2 separate regions of the Pan troglodytes genome follow, and region 2 is linked to region 1. The links are chromatin contacts, called in public HiChIP or PLAC-seq maps. All regions are on one chromosome and are shown on one strand. Each heading gives the region's core, a stretch centred on a gene start, on an enhancer-like site or on the middle of the called end of the contact. The rest is flanking DNA. Distances are from core to core; before and after follow the strand shown. Region 1 holds the start of ARF5 (ADP ribosylation factor 5). Region 2 holds the start of LRRC4 (leucine rich repeat containing 4).

Evidence for each region. HiChIP or PLAC-seq counts read pairs in DNA pulled down with a chosen protein or histone mark.
Region 2: an H3K4me3 HiChIP or PLAC-seq map of stem cell-derived excitatory neurons shows a contact between it and region 1, with 2.9 times the contacts expected there. The contact joins the promoter of LRRC4 here to the promoter of ARF5 in region 1. A contact is called at or near these places in 2 of 7 Hi-C or Micro-C datasets (induced pluripotent stem cells and stem cell-derived neural progenitor cells) and 1 of 1 datasets of contacts at active chromatin or transcription factors (stem cell-derived excitatory neurons).

What each region holds. Positions count from the first base shown.
Region 1 is chr6:143,004,725-143,008,634 of NHGRI_mPanTro3-v2.0_pri, forward strand. ARF5 (ADP ribosylation factor 5) reads left to right here and starts at 1,775. Exons shown (of 6, transcript XM_519351.8): 1 at 1,775-1,987; 2 at 2,505-2,585; 3 at 2,907-3,016; 4 at 3,488-3,559. The coding sequence starts at 1,921.
Region 2 is chr6:143,443,414-143,447,323 of NHGRI_mPanTro3-v2.0_pri, forward strand. LRRC4 (leucine rich repeat containing 4) reads right to left here and starts at 1,830. Exons shown (of 2, transcript XM_001151566.6): 1 at 1,741-1,830; 2 at 1-1,568. The coding sequence starts at 1,468. The region is part of intron 16 of SND1 (staphylococcal nuclease and tudor domain containing 1); the gene reads left to right.

The sequences.
Region 1 (3,910 bases), core at 525-3,024:
TCGGAGTTTGACTCACCCAGAAAGCATTCAGTAGCTTAGGGTATGTGAAGGAGGTGACAACAGAGGGGCTGGCACAATAGGTAGGGACCCAACTTATGGCATTTAAATTTTATCTTGGGTTATAGTAAGGCCCTAATGGATTTTAATCTGAAAAGTGGGATGTCATCAAGACTTGTATGACATGTTGGAGGGAACAAGGGGCAGGAAACCTGTGAGGAGACTTTCAGTCATGGGGAACAGAAGGTAGTGACAACAGAGATGGAAGCAAAGAGGCTGATAAAAGAGCTAAATGTAGAATTGACCTAACTTGGTGAACACTAGTTCTGTTATTATATTGGAACTCTCTAAAATGTACTCTTCAGCCTCGTAAAAGCCTTCTTAGGGATGCAAGTCTATGACTGAAGAGAAAAGGAAAGTCATTCACTCACTCATACCTGTTTCCCAAAGTCTGTCCTTGTTACAGACTTTGCAGATCAGGATGGGGCAGGCCCTGGAGGTCTGTTCAGACCCCGTTTCTCAGTGGCCCAAATAACATCAAGCTGTATTATACATAACATTCAGTCACATTATCAAATCATTTTAATATTCACCATAACCCCTTAAGTTAGAACAAGTCTCCTTTTATAGATGACGAAATAACGGAAGAGTTATGAGGAGTGCTGAAGCCAAATCCTCAAGAAATGGCAGAATTAAGATTTGAACTAAAGCCTGAAATCACGTGCTGGCAAGTGGTGGGTGCTCAGTAAATATCTGCTGAAAAAGCAAATGAATGAGTGAAGGTTTTTTTATTCCCAGCTCAGTTTACCTCGAGTCCATAAACAATTGATCCTAGAAGCCTACTGGGAATCCAGAGTAGACATAACACCTACCCTTGCTCCATTGAGAATCCATCAGTCCAGTTCAACTGAACAAGCATTTGTTAGGCCTAATAATGCCTGGCAATGAGCAAGTCTCCACCGCAGAAGAATTTCATTCCTATTTTGCTATTCTCCTCTCAGATGTTAAAATGAGGCAGGGAAATGACATGTGAAGCTCTTTGGATCTACGGAGTCAAGATCTTCACAAAATCCTGAATGGGTGTGCAAGAATAAGCCAGGTCCATAAGTCTGTGGCAAAGTGAGGAACTTCAGCAAAGCGGCCAGCGCCTGGACTGAGAGGCGGGGCCCGCAGGGCTATCCAAACGAAGGTGGACTTCTCCAACAGCCCAGGAGTGGGTCTGTGACCCCGCCGCCCAAGGCCGTGAATCTTACACTGGTTCTGCGGATTGGGAATTAGGAAGTAGGCGTTTTGAGGGACCATGGAAGCTAGCTAGCACTCGGGCACCTTCCCCTACCTCCCGCGCACTCTTCACACGACCACCTACTACGCGCAAGTCCCTCGGTGGAAGATGAGGCAGTAAAGGGAGGACCAAGACCCCTAATCGCAGCTTCCACTCCCCAAAGGAGAGTGGTGCACACGTTCAGTGCTACTGGTTCCCAAGGGCTAAAACCGGAGCCCCTAGGGGCCTGGACGCAACAAACCAAAGCCCAGCGGCCGGCCACTGAAAATGGGGGCAGGGGCCGCTGCGGAGCGATGAATCCTTTCCTCAGCCGCGCTCGGGCTGCCGGTCGGCGGCCACAGGCCTGGCAGGCGCGTTAGAGACCCAGACCCGTTCCCAAGTAAGGGCCGCACGGGACCCAGGCCAGCAGCGGCAACTCGCGGAGCTTCGGCTCCCCCAGGAGCCAGAGCCGGGGGAGGCGGGGCCGAGAGCCGGGGGCGGGGCCCGGACGGGGGCGGGCCCGCGGTGACGTCGGGAGGGCAGCGACGCGCGGAGGCGGCGGCGGAGCCTCCTCCTGCTGCCGCTGCGCCCCATCCCCCCGCGGCCGGCCAGTTCCAGCCCGCACCCCGCGTCGGTGCCCGCGCCCCTCCCCGGGCCCCGCCATGGGCCTCACCGTGTCCGCGCTCTTTTCGCGGATCTTCGGGAAGAAGCAGATGCGGATTCTCATGGGTGAGGCAGATCGAGCGCGCGGCCCGGACCGGGGCGCCGGCCCCGGCGCAGCCCTTCCGCCCCCGCGTCCCTCCAGCCCCGCTCACCTGGGTCTCTGGCCCCGAGTCACCCACCTCATAACGCCCCGGGGCCTCTGCTCTCGGGCGGGTCCCGGTCTGCATCGCCGACCCCGGGGCCTGACACCCGGAGCTGCGGGCCTGGGTGGGGTGAAGCTCCCTCCGCCCCAGCCCGGCTGGTAAGAAGGGAGGATTCCGCCCTTGGAGACGACTTTTAAAAGGAGCGCGGCCTACCTCCCGTGCCCCTTGCCTCCCAGTCCTCTCCCGCTCCGCGCCCTCTTTGGAGTTGGCTCACGCCACCCGACTGCCCTCCAGGCCTCAAAGGTAGATAACGACGCGCACCTGGAGGCGCTCCCGCTCTCCGCCCCAGTCACCATCAGCTGTTGTGGCCTCTCCCTTTCCCTGGTCTCTAGGGGGCTCCCTCGCTCCCATCTCCATCCCTGTGCCCCTTTCCGTTGCAGTTGGCTTGGATGCGGCTGGCAAGACCACAATCCTGTACAAACTGAAGTTGGGGGAGATTGTCACCACCATCCCAACCATAGGTGAGCCCGGGGATGAAGCAGGGAGCGGGAGCGCCGCGGCGGGCCCTCGCGGGGTCTGCTCCCAGTTCTGCCACTTTTCTGGAGCTGACCCTGACACCAGATACAGCTATTTGAGAAGTGGGTCAGGGTATCTCTACGTGGATACCGGAGGCAGGGTGGATGTGACCTAGCCCCGCCCTGTTGACCGCCAGTTCTGGGGTTCTGTTCCCCTGGGCCTTGATCATTGCCTTCTGGTTTTGTGTCCCTGCTGAAATCTAAGTAGTTTTAGTGAGTTCCTTTCTTTCAGGAGTTTTCTCATATTTTTTTTCCAATTATCTGCAGGCTTCAATGTAGAAACAGTGGAATATAAGAACATCTGTTTCACAGTCTGGGACGTGGGAGGCCAGGACAAGATTCGGCCTCTGTGGCGGCACTACTTCCAGAACACTCAGGTGGAGTGTTGGGAGGGGACTTTCTAACCCCACGGGAAAAGGTGTTAGGGCTGGGAGAACAGAATTGTTGGCCTAGGCTGGGCCCCCAGGCCAAGGAAAAAACCCTTCCCCACTTCTACCCCTTCTGTTTGGCTACCCCCTACTCACTCTTCAGAACTCACCTTAGTCTTCCCCAGCTTGGACTTCTCTTTAGAAGCAGGATTCTGGGACCAGGCTGCCTGATTTAGCCCTCATAACATGTCTTTATTTCCTTGCACATCTTTGGATAAACTACTTCCTCTTTGCAGTGGGGTCTCTAGTTTGTGCCATGACTCCTGTAGAGCTTCTATAGAGTTCTGTAAACTTCTGTAGAGTTTACTAGATGAGAAGGATTGACACAATTACAAATGGGAAGAAAACAGAAAGGGCCACACTACGGTATGCCCCAGGCAGAAGTGATTGCTTCTCCTTTCTTCCTTCCTTCCTGCCCAGGGCCTCATCTTTGTGGTGGACAGTAATGACCGGGAGCGGGTCCAAGAATCTGCTGATGAACTCCAGAAGATGGTGAGTACCCAGAGCCCTGGGAACTGAGCCCTCAGCTTGGGGACAGAGTGATCTCTGTAGTGGTATAGAAGTCAGGGAGCCCCCCACAGGCATTGAAGACCAGGAATATAAGTTTTTCTTTGTGGACAGACACATTGTGTATCTCACCCTGTTTTGGATGGGAGTGACTTTTTCACTTTTTCTGTTCATTCTCTTGTCTTTTTTTTTTTTTGAGTTGGGAGTTTTGCTGTTGTTGCCCAGGCTGGAGTGCAATGGTGCAATCTCGGCTCACTGCAACCTCCGCCTCCCGGGTTCAAGCAATTCTCCTGCCTCAGCCTCCCAAGTAGCTGGGATTACAGGCACCCGCTGCCA
Region 2 (3,910 bases), core at 580-3,079, 440 kb after region 1:
AGGTGGTATATGCCGGCTGGTAACCAGTGGACGTGGTAGGAACAGGCTTGTACTTTCGCGTTGTGTCCTCAGGCGAGATCTCCGTGGTCTCCACTGTTACTGTGGTGAAGAAGCTGTAGTTGGAGGTGTTGAGCTCAGCCGTGCTCACATTGAGGTAGGCCGAGGCGTTGGAGTTGCCTGCAACATTGGTCACCATGCATGTGTACACCCCAGTGTCTGAAAGCAGCACGTGGGAAAAGTTCAAGGTGCCGTCGTTGAGGACAGAGATCCTTGGGTGGCGGGAGGCGTGGCTGAGCACTGTCCCATTGGGCAGCAACCACTTCACGGAGGACATAGGGGGAGTCCGACACTTAAGTTCTGCCATCCGACCCTCAGAAATGTTGAGGTCTCGAGGTGCGTCCATGATGAAGGGGGCAGAGCACTGGAAGGAGGCCTGGTCCACCTCCACGAGGTAGCGGCCTCGCATGTGCATGGGAGCATGACAGCGGCCACAGCAGGTGGAATTGGTGGGTATATACTCTCGAAGCCACCAGGCTAGCCACAGAATGTCACAATCACAGTTCCAAGGGTTGTGGTGTAGATGCAACTCCACCAGGTACCTCAGCGGGGTAAAGAGGTCATGGGGCAAAGAAGAGAGGTTATTGTGGGCCAAGTTGAGTTCCACAAGTGAAGCCAGCCCGTCAAAAGCATTCCGCTCAATCAGGCTGACCTGTGAGTTCATGACCCAGAGCTTCTTGAGGGAGCTCAGGCCATGGAAGGAGCCAGGCCTGATCTCAGGGAAATGGTTCCCTGACATCTCCAGCTCCTCCAGCCCCACGAGGGGGGTGAGATTGGGCATGTCTTTAATGTTGCACATGCCCAAGTTCAGATACTTGAGGTTGAACAGCCCCTCGAAAGCTCCCTCAGAGATATACTCCAGCTTCTTGAGCTCCCCCAAGTCCAGGCGCATGAGGGAGGGCACCCGGTTGAAGGCGTAAGAGGGGATGCTTTCGATGGGGTTGTTGCGAAGCCAGAGCTCCCGCAGCTTGGACAGGTATTCAAAGGCCCCGCTAGGGATGACTGTCAGCCAGTTGTCGAACAGCTCCAGGGTGTTGAGGCTGGCCAGGCCGTTGAAGGCCCCCACCTCAATCTGCCGGATGGAGTTCCTGCCCAACTGCAGGACCTCCAGGTGGTGGAGGTGGCGGAAGGTGTCGGCCTGGATCATCTGGATGTTGTTCTCCATGAGGTTGAGGTACCGGGTGTTCGAGGGAATACCCTGCGGGACCTCGGAGAGGCCCCGGCGCGTGCACACCACCTTGCTGAACTGGTTACTGCACGAGCAGACGGAGGGGCAGTTCTGGGGCCCGGCTGAGGCGGCAGCAGCGATGGCTGCACACAGAATCCACACTTGCGCCGTGAGGTAGACGAACGGGAGCAGGATGGCATTCCAGGTGTGGTGGTGCACAGTTACCTGCCACAAGAGCTTCATGGTGTGGCACGTTCATAATTCACCATCGCCTGGGATTTTGGCTCGGAAAGGAGAACCAGCCCTACCCCGGCTTAAGTGAGCTAGGAGCTCCTCTTTCCATCTGGAGAAGGAGGTGGGGAGGGGGCGATTAGAGAGACGGAGCGGATCGGCCGAAAAAAATCCTGCCAAACTCGAGCGGCCCCTGGTCTCCCAACCCACCCTCAAGGCAAGCCCTCCGAAAGCTACGACTCTCCCACACTGCAACCGTCCCCACCCAGTTCGCCGTCACCTACCTCGGAAGGAAGGCAGGAAAGCACTGGCGTGGTGTCCTTAAGCTTTCTCCACGGGAGCTGGGCACCTCGTTCCCATTCCGACTTCTTAGTTTTAATTAACAAAAGGGGGAAGTGGTGGGGGCGGGGAGGGCAGAGGGGAGGGGAGGGAAGGGGTGGGGGAGACAAAATGGCCTCTAGTAAATCCGGAGCCGGAGCCGGCGAAGCCGCGGAGTTGAGGCGCGCCTGGGAGAGCCAAGGCCCGGCGGGCTATGCAGGTGCATGCCCCCTCCTCCGCCCGAGGAGCGGCGCCACCAGCGCTTCCCGGCTTTGTCCTTGGACCCTGGCACCGGCTCGCTCCAGCCGCGGGGGAAGGCGCTTCATCGCCAAAGTGCGCTCCGGCGGCCCCGGCCCGCTCTGCGGGCCGCCGCCGGAGGGAGTGCGGGGGCGCCCCGAAGCCGCCCAGGCCGCACTCGCTGGATGCTGCGCTCCCTCTCCCGGCGTCGGCCGCTCCGGGCCGGCGGCAGCTGATTGCGGTCGTGAGCTCGCGGAGCGGCGAGAGTTAAGAGGAGGTGTTCGCGGCGCCTTCGCCCTCCCCAGACACACACCCCCTTTCTCCTCGCCTCTTCTCGGAGGGTGGAAGAGACAAAAACGGGGGGTCAGTTCTCCAGTCCGCCGGCTGCCGGCGCGCGGGGCGGCGATCCGTCCGGCCCCCGAGGACCAGCGGCGTGGCGGCTGCGCTCGGACCCGGTCTGCCGGCCGGAGGAGCGCGCGGCGCCCGCGGTCGCGCCCGCACCGCAGGCCCCTTCAGAGAGTCCGGGGGCGGGCGCGGGTCCGGCGGCGGCGGCGGCCGCAGCCCCCGGCGGCGCGCAACCGCCCGCCGCTGCCCGGCCCCCGGCGCGCCGCCGGCTCCGGCTTTGTGCGGAGGGAGCGAGTTCGCGGCTTCGGCTCCCGGCGCCCTCAGTGGCCGCGCCGCCAGCGGACTGCTGCAGCGGCGTGAGCAGCGGGGGTCGCGGCTGCGGGAAACGCTCCGGAGCCCAGGAACATAGTCCCCGCTGGCTAGCGGCGGCGGCGGCGGCAGCAGCAGCAGCGGGGCCCCTGCGCGCGGCGCCCACCGTCTCCTCCTCGCGCCGGGCTCGCGGTGTTGCAGGCGGCAGCCACGCAGACTGCTCTCTCATCCTTTTGTCCTTCAGTCAGAACGTGAATGTACTGCTGACGCATACTGTTCTGGGAGAAGATTAGCGTGATGCAGTGCTCTTATGTATTAGCGCCGCTCCCCCTCCGTCGCCTGCCTCGCGGGGTTAACGCCGGCGCCTTCCAGCGCCGCGCCGGCCGGCGCCGCGCAGCCCCGCGCCTCCGGCCGCCGGTCTTCCTCCTTCCTCCTTCCTTCCTCCTCTCTTCCTCTCTCCCCCTCCCCCCTCCCCCCTCCCCGGGCCGCTTCCTCCCCGCCCCCTCTAGACGAGCGGAGCGGGGCCAGGGCGAGCGGGCGAGCGAGCCGGAGTGAGCGTCAAGTGAGGGGCCGCGCGCAAGTCGCAGGCGTTCGCAGCTATTTTGGGCCGGTCGGAGGGAGCAGTTGGGTGGCCGCTGATAGGCTGGAGCGGCGCGGGGCTGCGGCGGGAGAGCCGGCGCCGGCCCCCGCCCTCCGGCCCGCACCCGGGGCCCCCTGGCTCTGAAGAGCGGGGCTCAGGGGCCCGGCGGCCCGCGGCGGGGCTGCTGCATTTGGCCTGCCTCTCGCCCGGCCCGCGTCATCCTCACCCCCGCTGACTGCTGACGGGGCGCAGACTCGCGTTCGGAGTTCGGAACTGCGTGGTGGGGACTCGGGGGACGGCGGCGGGGGCCACGAGGCTCCCAGGACCCAGAGCCCGGGCTTCGCTGCTGCACTGCCGCCAGCCCCTCATTCGCTTTGCCTCACCCCTCCTGTGCTCTCACTGGGGCTTTAAATGAGGGTTTCCTTAATGAGGGTTGCGGGGGCGGGAAACAGTGGCAGGAATGACCAAGTGTGATGAGCTGGGGAATGGCAACCTGGGACAGCACAGAGGCCGGCAGGAAGGATTGAGGTGAACTCCCGGAGCCCACGACACAGCCCGTTCATTCATGGAGCTGCAGCCGCGGCTTCTCAGTCTTCGCTGGCCGGAGTCGCCCCTTGCTCCCCGCTGCCCCCAGAGAACTGGGGGAAGGGAGGCGGGCGGCTGAG